Linked DNA regions of Triticum aestivum: region 2 is linked to region 1. Evidence: chromatin contacts called from public Hi-C data. All regions are on one chromosome and are shown on one strand. The core of a region is the stretch at or near the end of the contact, and the rest is flanking DNA. Distances in the headings are between cores, read along the strand shown. Region 1 has its middle 140 kb from the start of LOC123106975. Region 2 holds the start of LOC123106975 (small polypeptide DEVIL 8).

Region 1 (6,411 bases), core at 622-3,121:
AAAAAGCAAATCAAGCCCATGATTACCTACCTAAACTAATTTTATTATTTTAGTTGGTAAGAACATATTGTCTTGCCAAAAAAACATAATTTTATTTGGCAAGTTAATAAAAGACAAGGGAGAGAGGGAGAACGTTCGACGAAAGATGAAGTGAACGATAGAACCTTCCGTTCGTTTTAGGTAGGAGAGAAAAGAAGAGATACCACGACGTCAGTTGTATGGTCCGTTAACATCCAAACTAACAATGTATGTATGAGTGAACCATTTTGTGATTGGATGGTTAGGAGGATAGTGATATCCTGTGCCCACCAGAGTTCAAGTTCCAGACTTGACAATCGTGCTTGCATTTTTCTAGATTTATTTCTAGTTTTCCGGCGATGTGCGTTCAATGGAAAGATGTGTCCCCATCGACTATGAAGACGTCTGTGACAACTTCGTCAATCTTAAAATGATATGTCGTCTTAGCCCCTCTGTGGTGCTCCTATGAATAAGGTGTGTGTGCGTGCGTTTATAGAAATGAGTATATGTGTATGCATGAGTGACTGAGTGTGTACTATGTTAAAAAAACAGCATATGTAGGACAAGCCAAAGAGATAGGCGTTGAATCACCCTTAAGGCATGGTCATGGCGTCGCCTCGTACCTGTAGCCCCAAGAGCCAACTAGGCTCGGACGCCATGGTAGCAGGCGTACCGCTGCTTGCAGGTGACATACATTGCTTGCAGAGGAGGCCGGTTCTCCATGGGAAAAAGGAAGAGAAAGGAAAAAGTAGAAGGAAAAAGCAAAGTTGGGACAGATTCGTCATTCACCGTGATGTCGTGCTGTGATGGCTTCAGAAATTGTTACCTATAGTTTCATTTGTTTTCATCTAGCTGGATACATGAGGCAGCACCCCCATTGTACATGCACTTAGAAGCGCCAAAACACGCTCAAAAGTGCCAAGATTGATTCAGCAACAATGGTGCACATACTGGTTTTTATAGGAATTTACAGGATTGACTTTATGTGGCAGTTTTTGCTGATTCAGGGGTCAGATTTCGAAGGGATCAGTGCGTGGATTAAGTTTCACGAAGTCATGTAAAAAGATACCAATCCCCACAGGTCTGCTGTCTGAAGCAAATAAAACAGAAGTGACACACTAAAACGTGGCAGCCAATGGAGGGAACTGCAATCAAGCGGACACACAAAAAAGATAGGAACAACTGGGGTCTACAAAAATGGTCTGGATACGGTGCAAAGTACTTGTGACAATCCCACAACTCTTCTCATGTTGTGGGCGTTCCCGGAAGTGGCAAATACCATCACCACAGGATTGACGTAACGCACGTGACAAGAAACATTATCACGACCAGCAGTAGCAGCACACGAAGACTGCTAAGGTCTTGTACAATGAAAAATGCTTAGAGGAATGCTTAGAAAAATAAATCGGGATTTTTTGAAGTACCGGTGTCTATTTCTACAAAAAAAAAACGTTTAATTAAGCGTCTATCCTGTACAAATAAGCATCAATGCTTTAAAAAAATCTGGTTTATTTTTATAAACACTTCTCCTACTTTCATTGTACAAGGCCTAAGAACGGCACTAGCTCCTGGACGGTTTGGCACCGTGCGTGCCTGCGTACGATCCAGCCAAACCACGAAGGGAAAACGTGGGCGTAACGTAGGAACGCACGCGGGGTCTCAGATTTAATTAAGGCAGGGAGCGAGATGAAGAGAAGATTGGATAAGCAAAGACTGCCCACACGGCCGTACCGCGGGAGAGAACGTGGTGTGCCGGGCGAAAGAAGGGCCGCAGAGCCCCGATCCTCATCGCCCCACACGGCTACACCAGTGTCCTCCTGGCACGTACGATGCTATCCGATGTCGACCATCGTGTGGGCGCGGCAGGCACGATAGGGGCTTTGGGAGTGGTTGTCGCAGATGCATGCATCAGCGGTTGTGTCACATGTGGATGGATGTCGACGGCGATCCATCGTGCCGGCCGGTGGTGCGCCCACGCTTGACCGGTCGCTCTCTCGGTCGTACCCAGCTGAATTTACCTTCGTGTCCCAACTAGTTTGTGTGTACGTGCAATTGAGGAACTTCTGTGTACGTGCAATTGAGGAACTTTTACCTATTCTATTTTAACAACAGAATGATAAATAATGGTATGAATTTTCATAAATATGTGGCCAATTGATCATGACTGTATCTTGTAAAAGCTGGTAACGCTGGTAACTTAAACATCATCTCTGAAGAACGGCTTTAACCAATCTAAAGTTCAGAACCAAGCTACATCAGGACATGGAAATGGACAATGCATAGCCCTAGTGTGCTGCCGCAGGCCACGTACGATCGAATGTCAAGAGTGGGTACTCGAGGAGAGAAAGTGTGATCCAGTGCGAAAAGTTGAAAAAAATGAGACCAGTACTTTTGGGCAGCTTAAAAAATAAGTTGTCTCTCCCCAGTTTAAAAAATAAACCGCTCCTTAAATTTGTTGAGACTTCTAAATTAGTTATCCCATAAAGACATATCCAATGCATAGATCCAGCGTGATGCCCGCACGCCATGTAGGATCAGATGTTAGAAAAGGTAGGTTTGGATGAAGAAGCGGGATCCTCTGCAGGAGGCGGATAGTTCAGAAGAAAAAGTATGATCCAGTGCATAAAGTTGAAAAAGTTGAAGTGGAGAGTAAAAATGCATGTGCAATGAAAGTCTATTTTTTTATAAGGCTCATTGGTAGTAGCTTGCGTTGAGGAGAAAAAAATTAATATAAATGCCTCAAGCTACCTTTTTGTCATGGGGCATCTGTATACATATGTCACCATTGTATATGCCCTAAATAGTTTAGAGAGTCGATGAATAGAAGAAGCAGCTTATGGGATAAGCTGGGAAAGAGACGGCTTATTTTTAAAGTTGTCAAAAGAACTGGCTCTTCAAGTGGTGAGTAGAGATGCATGTCTTGCATGTTTACGGAAGTTTTTATTTCTTATTTTTGATGAGGCCCACTAGTGACGCTTGCATTGGGGAGGAAAAAATCAATATAGTTGTTTGAAGCTACTTTTTCTCGTGGGGCGGTTGTATCTATATGCCACCGTAGTTCATGCCCTAACAAAAAAAAGTTAATTTACAACTAGCCAAGAGCCGCACACTGCATAGAAAAATTCTAAATATTTACCATGATATACCCTTATTCAGTTTGCATATAAAATGTTAAATCCATTCCATGGGTAAAAAAAGTCAAAAAACAACACCAGGAAAATACATGTGGGTGTGGTGCTATACTACATCCTCTATGGTGTGCTGCTACCGGGTTGGTGCTTTCTGGCTGCCGTCTTGATGCCATAAATTTGGAATTTGTTAAATACATTGTTAGATAATGAAAAATATTTAACGAATGATTGCATAAACATTTACTGGTATATCAAAACGCCTTCACGATGTGGATTTCTGGCCATCCGTTCGGGATCACACCGAGGGCTACTTCGGCTTGTGGGCCTTGAAATCATGTTCCATTCTCTTAGCCTTACATTGCTTGCCAAAGGGCTACTTCAGCTCGTGGGTCTTGAAGTCATGTTCCATTCTTGTAGTCTTACATGGCTCATCTTCTAAACCAGTATTGAAGCATGTCAAATGCATAATTGACATAAAAATTACATCGAAAAGTGTGTGTTGAAAATCTATTCCATGTAATACTTGACTGCCATGATAAAATAATGAAAGAAATCAACAGGATGTGATTCCATGTCAAATGAAAAAAATCTTCCAGATAATGAAAGAAATCATCAAGGTGTGGTGCGTTGTGAAAATAAAAGCATGCCAATAGATGAATTTAGCATAACATTTATCTTCACATCCATGTGGAAACATGACTAATAGGTGGCAGCTAAAACTTCAATTGATAAGTAGAACTATAAAATAGAAATAGAATAGGAGTTCCTTAACAGTGAGGACTCGACGTCATTTACATAAAAAGGAACCATGTAAGCATGTCAATTAGATGAAGGGACCAGTGTTAAAGAAATAAATTTGAAAACCTAATTGCTATAGAAGACATGAGAAAATACATATGTATGCGAATTGAAGGAAATTAATTTTTTGTACATTTAGCCATCAAGCACGAGTGCTATACTTTTGTAGGAATTTATAAATCATATATATGTAGGATAACATATGCTTATATCATCTCTAATCATAAGTCCTTTTCAATCTCATCGTAACCAATTATAGTTAATAAACAAGCACTGCTTAACCGAGGTCGCAAACAAGTTTGTTATCATGATGTGTAACGAATTGTAATAGACATTTTTTTTATTTGTTGGCATGCTAAGGTTGTAGGTATATAGCCCGCATGCTTTATATGCGTGAAAGAATGCTTGACATGCATGAAACCGACAATGTAATAGTCTATTAGCCTCGACCATTTTTATACATAAGGACAAGATGCACTGTCTAGTAATCACATGTTTGAGAATCAATTTGGTAACAATTCAAACATGTCTAATACAATGAGAAAAAGTAAAGGTGCACAAGAAAATCTTATAAACTGAGTTTCTATCTCCATGACCTTAAGTATTGCGAAGAGCTCTGGAATCGTCTTCTTCATCCCTTGCATGTTATTGTTCATCACAAAGTCTTTGTAGCTTGGTGGCAGTGACGGGAGAACTCTATTAATCGCTACTTCACCCGAAACATTAACTCCCAACTGATTCAAATAGTTGTAGTACCCACACATCTTGAGTACGTGCTCGCTAATGGAGGTGTTCTCCTCCATCTTGCAACTAAAGAACTTGTTAGAGGTGTCATACCTATCAACCCGGGCATGAGCCTGAAATACCAATTTCAGCTCCTGGAACATCCATATGCGTCTTGGTGCTCAGATAGTCTTTGGAGCCCCAGTTCTAAGCCGTAAAGCATGGCGCACTGAACTATCGTGTAGTCATTACTTCTAGTCTGCCAGACATTCATAGCGTCCAGATTTTTTGAAGCGGGTAGTTCACATAACAGTGCATCAAGGAAGTAAATTTTCTGTGCAACAGTGAGGATAATACTCAAATTACGGACCCAGTTCGTATAGTTGCTTCCATCATCTTCCAACTTTTCTTTCTCTAGGAACGCATTAAAATTCAGGGAAGCTACAATGCGAGCCATTGATCTACAACATAAATTTGCAAAGACTTTAGACTGTGTTCATGATAATGGGTTCGGTTAATCAAATTAGCAGTGAACTCCCACTTAAATCAACATCCCTCAAGTTGTCTAAGGGTTACATGATCCAAATCAACTACCCATGTCCGATCATCACATGAGATGGGGTTGTCATCAACGGTGAACATCTCCATGGTGACCATATCTACTATACGACTCATGTTCGTCCTTTCGGTCCTTCATGTTCCGAGGTCATGTCTGTACATGCTAGGCTCGTCAAGTTTAACCCAAGTATTCTGCATGTGTAAAACTGGCTTACACCCATTGTATGCGAACGTAGAGTCTATCACACCCGATATCATGAGGTGCTTCAAAACGACGAACTTTCACAACAGTGCATACTTAGAGAGAACATTTTTATCTTGAAATTAAATGAACGGATCATCTTATAATGCTACCATAGTCCTAAGCAAAATAAGATGCATAGAAAGATAAACATCACATGCAACCAATATATATGACATGATATGGTCATTATCATCTTGTGCTTTTGATCTCCATCTCCGAAGCACCTAGCATGATCTCCATCATCGTGCACTCATGTGGTTGTCTCCACCAACTATTGCTTCTACGACTATTGTTAACTCATAGCAATAAAGTAAAGCAATTACATGGCTTTTAATGATTGACACGCAGGTCATACAATAAATTAAAGATGACCCTATGGCTCCTGCTGGTTGACATACTCACTGACATGCAAGTCGTGAACCTATTATAAAACATGATCATCTCATACACCAAAATATATCACATCACGTTTTGGCCATACCATATCACAACTTGCCCTGGAAAAACAAGTTAGACGTCCTCTACTTTGTTGTTGGAATTTTACGTGGCTGCTAGGGCAAACTATAAGAACCGTTCTTATCTAACCAAAACCACAACGGTGATATACAAGTTGTCTTTTAACCTTCTACAAGGACCTCCTTTTTGTCAAATTAGATTTAACTAAGGTGGGAGAGACAGACACCCGCAAAGCCACTTTTATGCAATACAAGTTGCATGTTAGTCAGTGGAACCGGTGTCTTGTGAGTGGATAAGTAAGGTTGGTCCGAGCCGCTTCATCCCACAATACCGCCGAATCCAAATAAGACAAAGGAAGCAAGCAATTTGAACATCAACGCCCACAACTTCTTTGTGTTCTACTCGTGCATATATATCTACGCATAGACCTATCTCATGATGCCACTTTTGGAAACGTCGCTTGAAAATCAAAAAATCCCTACG
Region 2 (5,733 bases), core at 2,187-4,686, 140 kb after region 1:
CTTGTCCACTATGGGCGTCAACTATCGTGGGGATTTCATGATAATGTTCAGGATTCAAGGATTTTACTGAGCCAAGACACACCTAGAAGATCTAGGTATGGGATTTCACACAGTTGAAGTTTTACTTAGGTTTGGGCCCCTGTTCTAGGGGTAATACCCTACTCCTGCCTGGATGTTTTCCCTCTTGTGTGAGCCGAGTGATCAAAAAGGATTTGTCCAACCTATAGACTTGAGTGAACTTGTCTAGGTTTCACGCCCTTCTCACCATATATACGGTTAGAAGGTGGAGTTACATGAGCTATTATGAGTCGTGATGTAATAACGATCATAATGATGGGAGTAATAACGATCATAATGATGGTAGTTACTCGTGTCATTATCAGGTCATCACAAGAATCATCTTAATGGTGTCGCGGGTAACGTCCGTCTTGATTGACCATGTCTTGGTCCACTCAGATGGACGTTATTTAGTCGGATGGGCTTTATGGTGTTCAGCTAATGGACTTTATCAAGGCAGACCCAACCGAGTGATTCTCCTCATGAAGACTAGGATTGTGGGCCTAGCTGGGCTAAATCCTTGTCATGGGCCTACCCGGGGATCCTGTCGTGAGCTTGTGTGTACCTTTTAAAAACTTGGTTATGTACTATCATTTGAATGTTGTTTGACGTTGCCAACATGAGTTTATCTATAAAGTCGAACATATGCCTATTCTTTAAAATAAATTATATAAAAACAATACTCATATTTTATTTTTCCTACTTTGCGAGGAAGAATGAACATCCGTTCTAGAAAAGAAATACTCGCATGGACTCAAACAATGATGTTGTTCTCATAGTGTAGAAAATAAGGGTTTCTAATTAAGGATATTTACACCAAGAAGATCATTCAGCTGCCTAAACTATATTAATATTGCTCTGCATCATACATTTCCAGTATGAACTCTGTACAATACTACAATCCTGTGTGCATCCCCTCCCCTCGCGTCGCCTCCCTTGGGCGACGCCAGGGGCCCCCCAACCCTAGCGCCGTAGGCCACCCCTCGCGCCTCCTCTTGCTGCCGCTGCCGCTGGCATGGGCCGCGGTGGCGGCGGGCCCGGCGACGAAGGCACCTGGGCGGGCGGAGGCTGCAGGATTCCATCTGAGGCGGCACGGGCGGCACCTCTCATGGAAGTCCGAGGGCGGCGACCCTATGCCACGCGGTAGTCGTCGCAGTTCCATGGTCGGCGGAGCGGCGGCCCTGAGATGGACGGCGGCGGTGGCAGCGCCCCATCTGGCGGGGTTGGCTGATCTGTGCGAAGATGATGACGGCAGTGGCTGCGGATCCAACGTCCCGATCGGATCCGCCGCGGGGTGGCCTTGCGCCGACCGGCGGCGCGTGGAGGGATCGATAAGGAGATGACGAATCTCCGCCGGAGTACCAACGGCGGTGTACGTCTTCGTGGTGAGGCTTCGCTCTGTTCCAGCCAGCCGAGAGAGATTGGGACTACGTGGTTTCCGGTGAAAATTGCGCCTAACTGCGGTCTTAGCGGACGATGGCGGTGTCTCGGATGTCGTTCCCTTCTCGAGGCGTCGTCGTTGCAGGTCACGTCAACCTGATCCGGATGTTCCTAGGGAAACCCTAGATCTGGGTCTACCGGATCGGACGATGACGACGCTTTCGGTGTCGTTCTCCCTCCTGAGGGCATTGTTTTGGAGCAAGTGTTGGCTGGAGGGGACAAGAGGAAGGACGATGTTTCATCTTGCCCATTTATAGTGGCGGATCTCGGCCGCTTGGCGCAGTGGAGACTCGGCGCCCGATGAGCGAAGATGGACTCGCGTAGGATGGTGGCGTTGTCAGGCATCGTGGTGGCGTCGACGACAGGTAGGCCGAGCAAGGTAGATGCAACAGTACATCACTGATGATGGATTGGTGGCAGGTAGCTGCGGCAGCCTCATACCCGGCAGGCGTCCTGGTTGAGGAGTGCGCCGGACTGGTGAGTGCCCCATACCCGGCAGGCGTCCTGGTTGGGATCTCAGGTCTTAGATGTTAGGTTTGGCTGCAAGGTCTGTTTGGTACTAGGTCCAGACTATCAACATCCCTTCATCATTTGGATATGAGTAGCGACACTTTTGTTGCCTAGACGGTGGCTTCAGTCTTACTATTGTATGACTTTGTAAAAATCTTGTGTGAATAATTAATAAAGCGGCTGCATGCATCGTCTAGATGCAGAGGCCGGGGTCCTTCATTTCTAAAAAAATAAAAAATAAATCCTGCATCAATCATAATCTGGCCATTCAATCCAAGGTGATGGAGTAGTGCCGTACGACTGTCTGTACAAAAACTCATTGTACATATAGCAATGCTCAAACTATATACTACCTTCGCCTTAAAAAGTTTATCTTAAATTTATCAAGATGGATGTATCTGACACTAAAACGTATCTAAATACATCTATATCTCTAAGAAAAGTTTTTTGGGGCGGAGGAGTAGTAGCAAACACAAATCAGGAGCGAGATACTCCTACAAGAGACTAAATTCCTGCTACCTCCTGCGACACATGCAAGAGTTACATTTTTCAATAAAGGGCATTTCATTGAATTGAGTTATCAAGATGATACAGTCGCATCAAAAAAACGTCCAGCCTCTGCATAATCAGATGCACACAGCCAACAAATCCATGGTCTGATAAAACAACAAAATGAAACAGAGCTAAAAAGAATCATAAATCCAGCCTATTATTAACAAAAAAAAAACATGTAATAGTACCATTGCTTACTTTTGATTAAGACCACCTTCACAGCACCCATAATTGAGGGACAGAGCGCCTATGTGTTCCAAATCTTTTTCTATTTTAATCACCTCCAGGCTGTAGATCATACGCCGCAACAGCATCATGTTTTCAACTTAAGTGGTGATTGGTGATGTGACCATATTTTTCTTTCAATATGCATGACCCTGCATCAGATCCGAGTCAGGCACCCTGTTTTTCTACTCTATCCACGTACTTGAGCTAGCCGAACGTCACCATTAGCTAGCGCACTAATCAATAATCATCTGTACTACAGACATATTAGTGCCGAGTGCAGACAAACGTCTCCAAATCATTGCAGTAATGTAATAGAATCATAAATTCCAACTGACAGAAGCATCCATAAATTAGTGATGAGAAGAAACAAAAGATGTACTATGTCACAAGTAATATAATCATACTTTTTTGAGTTTATAAATCATACTTAAACAACACCAAGAAGAACAAACAAGTCCGTCTAGTGTTCTCAATCCGTTGGTTAGGGGGCTGGACGGATTAGAGAAACTAAACCGAGGGTGGGGTAGAACCGTCATTACACCTATCAATGTCGGCTTACAATAACGAGCCGTCGTAATCGTGTGGGTTCGGCTCGGGCCATATAAAACACAGGCCCCTCTCCAGGTTCGCCACACCACGCTATATCCTCTGCTCTACTACTACAGTTGTTCTCCCGTGACAAGTTCGTTTTCTCCTTCGAAATCGCATCCATGGAACTGGCCGCTTCAGCTTCGGTGTCCGTCTGCTCGGCGTACCACCACCTCTCAACGCCGGCTGAGGCCAACGACGACAGCACGCGGTCCCAACCGCAGCTGCAGCGCCGGAGGAAACAGGCCGCTGGCAGTGGCATCGGTGGGCTCCGGTCCCGGTGCCATGCTGTTCTGAAGCAGCAGAGGACGAGGCTGTACATCCTCCGGCGGTGTGTCTCGATGCTGCTGTGCTGGAACGAGCACGACATGTCCGACTGAGCTCACACGAAGGCCCGGTGGTTTTTGTGCGGGCTGGGTCAGGGCCGGGCCTGTAGACCGGCTCGGTCTGTAGGAAGGAATGGTAGAGTGTTTGGTGTATCATATTCCATACTTGTTTATTAACAATTGTCATGACATGAGTTTTTTTTTTAATCTGATGATGTGTAAGTGAATGGGAAATGTGATGACATGTGATAGAATTGGTTGCTTATACCAGTACAACTTCTGGTCTTGGATGGAATTGGTTATCTTTACCGTCAACCGTTAGGCCTTCTTCTTTTGTTCGCATAAATTTTGCAGGGATTCAGAAGGATATGAATTTTGTAGGAAAATTCCTTTGAACCCTTTGATTCATGGGAATGGATTCCTAGGATAGGAAGCAATCATTCGCATATCAAAGGAAAAATATATTAGCCTAGACCCAATAAAGAAATTGGTATCACATGACTCAATAATATTTTTCTTTTTTATAGGAAGTGAGATGCATGTTATCACACTATTTTTCTACTCCCATGGTATTCCTATCATATGTATCAAATGAGGCATTTTTTCTGTTTCATCTCCCCCATTACTGCCCCCCTTCCCCGCACATGAATTGCACGCTAAAAACTAAAGAAAACCCTCAGTAAAAATTCTGGAAAAAAATGCATGCTCTTGTGAGCCTTAGTCATCCTCTCTCTTTCCTGCGCTACTGCTCGAAGTGCCATCTCCGCCACCCCGTAGCAGGAGACGGTTCTGAAGGTGGAGAATCGGAATTAGACTCTGCATTCCTGACCGTCTTCCCTAACTCCTCTCCTAAATAAGGCGTCCAGGACTTGAACTTAAAACTCGGGTTTATAGCAATTTGGCTCGAGAGAGAGAGGAAGGAGGGGGTGGACCCTGTGGAGGCAAAGGAGCGATAGACGGAGCCGCCGGACGAGGAAGTGTCCGTCGAGGCCAATCCAGCATCATCCGATTATGTGTGCTCTGGCTTTGTCCTCTTTGAATTTTCTTTCCTGGTGGCAACAGCCAAACGAGAGTACTGTATAGGCGGTGGTCGCGACCGTAAGCACTCTTTCCTCTCACTTCCGTCTCACATTGGGTCCTTCCCGTATATCTTTTCTCATATATCTGTCATTGAAGTAGAGTGTATCATGATGGGTAAGGACGCACGCGGCTCCAAATTTATTAGAGGCACTGCGAATAGGTAAGGGTGAGTGCAACAACGGTCGTTCATGGCTAACATGCTGCATACATGGGTGACGAGGTTGGGCTTGGCATAGGCATCGACAATCATAGTGTTGATGCAAATGTTACATGACAAGGAGCAGTTCGATGTGTATGCAGGCATGATGAGCAATGGCACCAGTTGGAGGAGAAGATGGAGGAGGAGGTTGTGTGGATGCATCGGGCATGTATGATGCATGGTTGTGTGCATATTCGGATGTGCTAGCTCAAGGTGGTTTTCTATTGTCCTTTTGGGCAGGTTGAAGATAGGATAAGAAATTATGTAGTCGGGGTAGTTAGATTGATAGTTAAGCATGTTGGTGCTAAGCTTTACCTCTTTTTATGGTCAAGAGCAGACAATGCTTAGTTGCATGCTAGATTGCAAATCGAACTCAATAAGAACCAATTTGAATTACATTTTTTTTGTTTAGCTTTGGCCAAATCCTGGTCTGGTACGTCTTTGATTAATAGATATTAGAGTTGCCTTCATGTTTCAACTTGTTTCATTGTCCCTTGCCTTAAATTTTTCATTCTCACTTGTAAACTAATTCATATATCTAATGATAATACAGATAAGAGAAGGGATACATGTCAAGTTACACTTCTTCATCTTGTAGCACATTAAAAAAGAAGGGAAACTTGGGAGTTCTCCTGTGTGACTTTTCAGTTATAATTATAGTGTGTTGCTCCTTCACATGTTATTCAACTTTTTGATATCCTTGTGTTTCAACTCTTGCTTACTAGTTTACATGTTTTTTGTGAAGGAAGCACT

What was found. Hi-C and Micro-C count contacts between places; a contact is called where the count stands out from the background.
Region 2: a contact with region 1 is called in a Hi-C map of an unstated tissue, with 6 times the contacts expected there. The contact joins the promoter of LOC123106975 here to the enhancer-like site in region 1. A contact is called at or near these places in 2 of 5 Hi-C or Micro-C datasets (leaf and an unstated tissue).

What each region holds. Positions count from the first base shown.
Region 1 is chr1A:130,611,655-130,618,065 of IWGSC CS RefSeq v2.1, forward strand. No RefSeq gene overlaps it. Among protein-coding and RNA genes, the nearest start is that of LOC123106975, 140 kb to the right of the region's middle. Within about 2 kb of position 1,872, at least 6 of the 8 cell types and tissues checked have an H3K27ac peak or open chromatin away from gene starts, as enhancers often do. A contact at or near this core is called in leaf, where this site is marked.
Region 2 is chr1A:130,749,243-130,754,975 of IWGSC CS RefSeq v2.1, forward strand. It overlaps LOC123106975 (small polypeptide DEVIL 8), which reads left to right and starts at 3,437. Exons shown (of 1, transcript XM_044529023.1): 1 at 3,437-3,966. The coding sequence starts at 3,498. The coding sequence ends at 3,755.